Linked DNA regions of Pan troglodytes: region 2 is linked to region 1. Evidence: chromatin contacts called from public Hi-C data. All regions are on one chromosome and are shown on one strand. The core of a region is the stretch at or near the end of the contact, and the rest is flanking DNA. Distances in the headings are between cores, read along the strand shown. Region 1 holds the start of HERC1 (HECT and RLD domain containing E3 ubiquitin protein ligase family member 1). Region 2 holds the start of DAPK2 (death associated protein kinase 2).

What was found. Hi-C and Micro-C count contacts between places; a contact is called where the count stands out from the background.
Region 2: a contact with region 1 is called in a Hi-C map of induced pluripotent stem cells, with 1.9 times the contacts expected there. The contact joins the promoter of DAPK2 here to the promoter of HERC1 in region 1. A contact is called at or near these places in 2 of 7 Hi-C or Micro-C datasets (induced pluripotent stem cells and stem cell-derived neural progenitor cells).

Annotation. Positions count from the first base shown.
Region 1 is chr16:55,884,049-55,886,926 of NHGRI_mPanTro3-v2.0_pri, forward strand. HERC1 (HECT and RLD domain containing E3 ubiquitin protein ligase family member 1) reads right to left here and starts at 1,327. Exons shown (of 79, transcript XM_054667631.2): 1 at 1,305-1,327.
Region 2 is chr16:56,038,593-56,041,318 of NHGRI_mPanTro3-v2.0_pri, forward strand. It overlaps DAPK2 (death associated protein kinase 2), which reads right to left and starts at 1,307. Exons shown (of 12, transcript XM_001157721.6): 1 at 1,111-1,307.

The DNA of each region.
Region 1 (2,878 bases), core at 77-2,576:
CCCAAAGGTCAAGCTGCAGAGCAACACCTGGAAAGAATCTGCCACAGCCTTCAGAAGCATCATGCTATGTTGACTTCTATATAGTCAGATAAGCAGGATCACTTGAAAGCTGAATGGGATCAGCCTAATGACCAAAGGTATTGAGACAGCCTTGTGCAAGCAAAAATTAAGAATGCCATGCAAGCGTTTATCATTAACACTGAAGGACAAAACACATGAGGCACACAAACCTGGCACCTCAGACTGTGAAACATTCCTAAAACCACAATTGGAGATTGCCTAATCAAAAATCAAGTGAATTTGTCAAGTAAGAGTTATGGCTAGGATATTCATATTCCTACCAAATCAATAGCTATTGCTTGTTAATATTTTTTATCTATGTTTTGATGGAAAGCAAATGAATATATTGTTCATATTTTGTTACTTTGGTTAAAATCTATTTTGCTTCTTTTGTTGAATATAAAATTGACCCTTGAACAATAAGGATTTTTTGTTTTGTTTTGTTTTGTTTTGTTTTAAAGACAGGGTTTTGCTTTGTTGCCCAGGCTGCAGTGCAATGGCGTGATCTCAGCTCACTGCAGCTTCCCCTTCCTGGCCTCCTGGGTTCAAGCGATTCTCATGCCTCAGCCTCCCAAATAGCTGGGACTACAGGTGTGCACCACCACACTAGCTAATTTTTGCATTTTTAGTAGGACAGAGTTTCACTGTGTTGGCCAGGCTGGTCTCGAACTCTTGACCTCATGTGATCTACCTGCCTCAGCCTCCCAAACTGCTGGGTTTACAGGTATGAGCCGCGGCACCTAGGCTTATATACCTTTTTATATTTTAAATTTTTTGAGCCATGTGAATATTTTACCAATGCAGAAAATTAACACCATTTTAAAATAATAACAGTTTCCCAGAATCCAATCCAAAATATCAAACCAGACACTCTGGGCCCATATATTTTTTAAAAAGTTTCCTAGGAATCTCTTAGGGGAATCCTGGCCTGTCATGGAAGATCCCTAAGAACCTGCTGAGCCTTAGATCCAGCAGTCAAGGTCCCAGCCCTTGCAGCGCCACCTGGTGGCCGTAGTTACCAAGCATCCCTCAGAAAAATGTGTGTGGATGGCCAGTGAATGCAGACCAGGACAAAGAGTAACATGGCACTGTGTCCACAGGCTGGGTGGGGCTGGCCCCAGCGGACCCAACATCGACCTCCAGGACTGCCTGTGTCGGTCCTGAGGGAAACGAGGCACAGGTCCTAAAGTTCTACAGCCTCTGTCCCAAGGAGCCACCCAGAGGCAGCCTGCAAGAGCACATACCTTTGGACCTGAGTTCAAACCCCGGCTCCACCAACTACTAGCCTCGTTATCTCATGCAGCATAACTTCTCAGGTCCTCTGTTTTCTCATCTGCAAAATGGAGACAAGTATAAGTCTGTAGACACATCTAGTATAATGCCTATGCTCAATAGGAACTTGATTAATGCTCATTCTCTTCCCTTTTGTTACTTCTAGATAGCTTTACTCCCTGGCCCTAAAGAGCCTAGCTGGGCTCATGGGAGCTTCCTGTGGCCTGGGAGGGTTCAAGCATTGGAGAGACTGAGGAAGAAGAAATCCATATGCTTCTTGTCTTTCTAAACCCTCTCCCTCCTCCTTGCCCCTTCTTTAGCTAGCAAGGAATACATTTCAGGCCTGGCTGAGGTGGGGAGGCAGTTCAGGAAGTGGCTGCAGTTCCCACAAGCAGAGTCAGATGGGGTTCCAGTCCTGTGCTATAGGCCTGGGTGCTCCATCAATTAATCGAGTCTTTTGGCCTGGGAGCAAGGCCCAGTCCCTGCCCTCCCTCGGGGAGTGCATTATACTCAGGGAGAGCTGAATAGAACACAAATCACAGTGAATGTGCAGGGGACTAAGGGGACTCAGAGGCACTGATGAAGTTACTAAATTGACCATCTGCTCTTTCAGGTTGTGACACTATTTCTAGAAGCTCCTGATAAAAATGCAACTAGGAGCCCATGAATCCCTCACCCTTTAGTTCAGACTAGCATCTCTGCTTCCCTCCTAGGTCTTCTGGAAGATGGCAGAACCCAAGAGAGATGAGACATTATAAAAACATAGACAAGACATTGAAACATTTTTGTTTGAAGCTGTAGAAAGGAATGTTCAGAGGACAGAGCAGAGCACTCCTAGAAGGGGTGACTGCTAGGTTCCAGACCCCCTGGCAGTGGGAAGACACCAGCCTGGCCAGAAGAGAGCCTCCCAAAGGGAAACTGGGAGATACTGAGATCACCTGGGTCACAATTCTGCTCTTTGTACCCATGTCAGCAGAGGACCTCCAAGAAGTCAGATGCTGGGAGAACAGAGTCCTAACCTTAGGCATTACCCGATTCACAGGTGAGGAAACTGAGGACCAGCAAGGGGAGGTGCTTGCCTCAGTCCCATGTGAGTTAATGGATGACCCTGACCTGGACTTCAGGTCTCCCAAGCCCTATTGCATGGTGCAAAGCACTCAGTCTTTGGAGCCAGGTAGAACTGAATTTGAACCCAAACTCCCCTGCTACTTTGCTAGCCATTTGGTTTTAGAAAAGTCATCTACCTCTCTGAGCCTTGGTTTCCTGCCTTTGTAAAACAGACCAGAGCTCTTGCTCAGGAGTGTTGTCAGGACTAAAGATAATATGTGCAAGCCACCCGGCACATGGTAAGTGGGGATGCTACGATTATTGCTTCTCCTACGCAAACCACACCAGCCACAGACAGGCAGGAAGAGGGCTGGCTGCTGCAGCTCCAGGCACAGCAGCTTTGCACTTGGTGGTGGTCATGGTAGGGGCATGGGGTTCTGGTTGAAGGAGTCAGATGTGTGGAAAGTAGAATGTGCCTTGTGGCTGGGTAGTGAGGCTT
Region 2 (2,726 bases), core at 57-2,556, 150 kb after region 1:
CAGAGGAGCAGACCTCCAGCCACATCCACACACCCCTGACCCCTCTGCCCAAGTCTCCTCTGAAGGTGCTGAATCATCAATGGTGCCACTTGAGGGTGCTCAAAAAACATCTTGGGAGATGAGCGGTTTGGGGAAGGACAGGGCTGTGAAGTTTGCTGTGAAGAGGCCAAGGCACCAGGGCCTCTTAGGTCAACAGGACTCTCCCAGGAATATCTTCCACAGAGGCAGTTGGGAATCGCAGTGTCAGAAACCAGAGCGGCTGCCCTCCACAGGATTCCAGGATACAAGATGTCAGGCGCTGTCCCTGCCCCTGCCCGCTTGCCCCCGAGGCAGCCAGCTATGGTGCCCTCTCCTCCAGTGTGCACAACTGCCTTACCATTACCTGCACGGCCTCAACGAGGCTCACCTCTCTGGACCTTGTTTTCTCTTTTGTAAAGTAAGAATACCAATTTCCACCGTGCAGAGTTACGGTGAGGGTTAGCCAGACCTATGCAAGCCTTGGGACCTCCAAAATGCCTAGCCCAGAGTCCTAGTCAACTGTTGGCAACGCCCTTCCAAGCCGTTCCACCCCAACCTGCAGCACACCTGCTGGCCGCCCCCACGCCCACCCTAGCTCTACCCCAGGCCGGGGCGCCTGATGGCGGGGACCCCAGCTTCATTCAGCCCCAGAGGAAGCTCAGACATCTGAGCACCCTCCTCGCATCACATCCTTGTGCCAGGCGGGAGCAAGAGGTGAGAGAGTCAGCCCAAGCTGAGAAGACTTGGCCGGGAGCCGGGCGTGCTCTGCCCGTTCCAGGGGGCCTAACTCGATGGACGTCCGTCTCCCATCTCCCTGCTGGGTGCTTGGCTCTGCCCGCCGCCTCTACCCTGTCTCCCAGGTCAAAGTGCCAGGCTCCGGAGGGCGCCCCAGGGCAGCAGCGGGCAGCTCCCGCGCTCGGGTGCCGGCCACAATGCCCCGGGCCACGGCGTCAGGCATTGGGGCGGCGGGCCCGGGATCTGCGAGCGAGTGCCCCGGATCTCTTCGCCCCGCCAGCCCCAGACCCGGGCGCTGCTGCCGTCAGGACGCGCGCCCCGTCCCGCCCGTCGAGCCCGCAGACGGGTACTACTCACGGCGGGAGGCTGAGCTGCCGCGGTCGCGGCCGCGGCAGGCGCGGTGGGAGCGGCGGGCACGGCGGGAACGGGGGACGCGGCGGGGTGCGCTGGGCTCGGCCCTGCAGTCTTCTCCTCCCAGAGCGCCCGGCGCCCGCCCGCCGAGCAGCCGAGGAGCCGAGGGGGAGGAGCGGCCAGCCCCGTCCCAGGCGCCGGCTGGAGGCGCGCCCGGCTGCCCGGGACGGGGCCCGGGGCGCCCCCTGCTGGAGCCCCCTCCGGACAGTACCGGGGCGAGAGCCCAGCTTCCCGGCCGGGTAGGGGACACCTCAGGGCTCCCAGACTCCCGGGAGAGCGGGGAGAGTCGGTAGCAAGACCCTCTGCGCGTCCCTACCGGCTCTACCGCGCACATGCTGCGTGGCCTTGGGCAAGTCGGCTACCCACCCCCGGCCTTATCTGGAAATCGATTTGAATGAGCTTATACGTATGACATGGTCTGGCACAGTCCTCAGAAAATGGTACTTGTGTGCTCCTCTCCCCACCATACACACCGTGAGCGAGGAAGCCCCACTGAGGAATAGGCCGTCTCCTCCCTCCCAGCCAGAGCGCTCCCTACACCGCAGACTCTCCTGGAAACCTCAAGCCCACAGCGTACAGCAAGGTGGGGGCTGCGATGAGAAGGGCCGCTCTGCTCCTCACTGCCCCCGACCCAGCCTGAGAGCGGCCTGCCCTCGTTTGCCCTTTGTCCTGGCACGGTTGCTGAGTGAAGCCCCCATCTCACCATCACGCCTTCTCTAATAGAGGACTTGGGAATGGGTTCCTCTCTCTGCCCTCTGCCAAAAAATCCCTGAGGAAAAAAGGAATGAGAGTGAGGGGGTGAAGGGAGGAAGGAAGGGAAAACAGAACTTAAGCCAAGTTCATTTGTCTTATTTCAAAACAAGAGGCTGTTTAGAGGAAGCAAATGAGGACCCCTCCAACCCCTGGAATTTCCATCCCTAAGTCACCCATGGGGCTCCTCAAAAGGGCCTTAGATTCAGAGTCCTACCACCAGGTTCAAAGCCCTGCCCTGCCACTCCGCATGTGTGTTCTTGGGCATGGCTCTTTCTTCATCAGTAAAGTGGGAGAAACGCTCCTTCCGGTAGCTCCTAATGAAGCTATGGTGGGGCTGAGATGAGATGGAGTGTGTAAGATGCACCTAGAGGACCTCTACCAGTGTGAGCACACACACACCCTTCAGCCTTTTGGACATTGGGACAAATACAGATGGACCCCGCCCCCAGCTGAGCAGTGCCTCCGGGTCCAGGACATCCTCGGCAAAGAGTTCCTTGTTTATAAACTTCACAATAATTCAGAACAGCGCAGCCAGCGAGCCTCCTCTCCTAAGAGCAGCATGATATATAGAGTAATATCCAAGACTAGAGGTGGTTTCTGATGTCAGTGGACCTAAGGGAATGACACCCACTGGTGAAGTTTCACCAACATGAGAAGTCTCCCACCAAACTATCCCTAAACACCTCTTCCTCCATTTCCATTTACCTATCACTGGTGACAAACCATTACCAGCCTTGGTGGCACAGGACAACAGTTTCGCTATGTTCATGCATTCTGAGGGACAGAAGTTCAGACAGCACAGTGTGTAT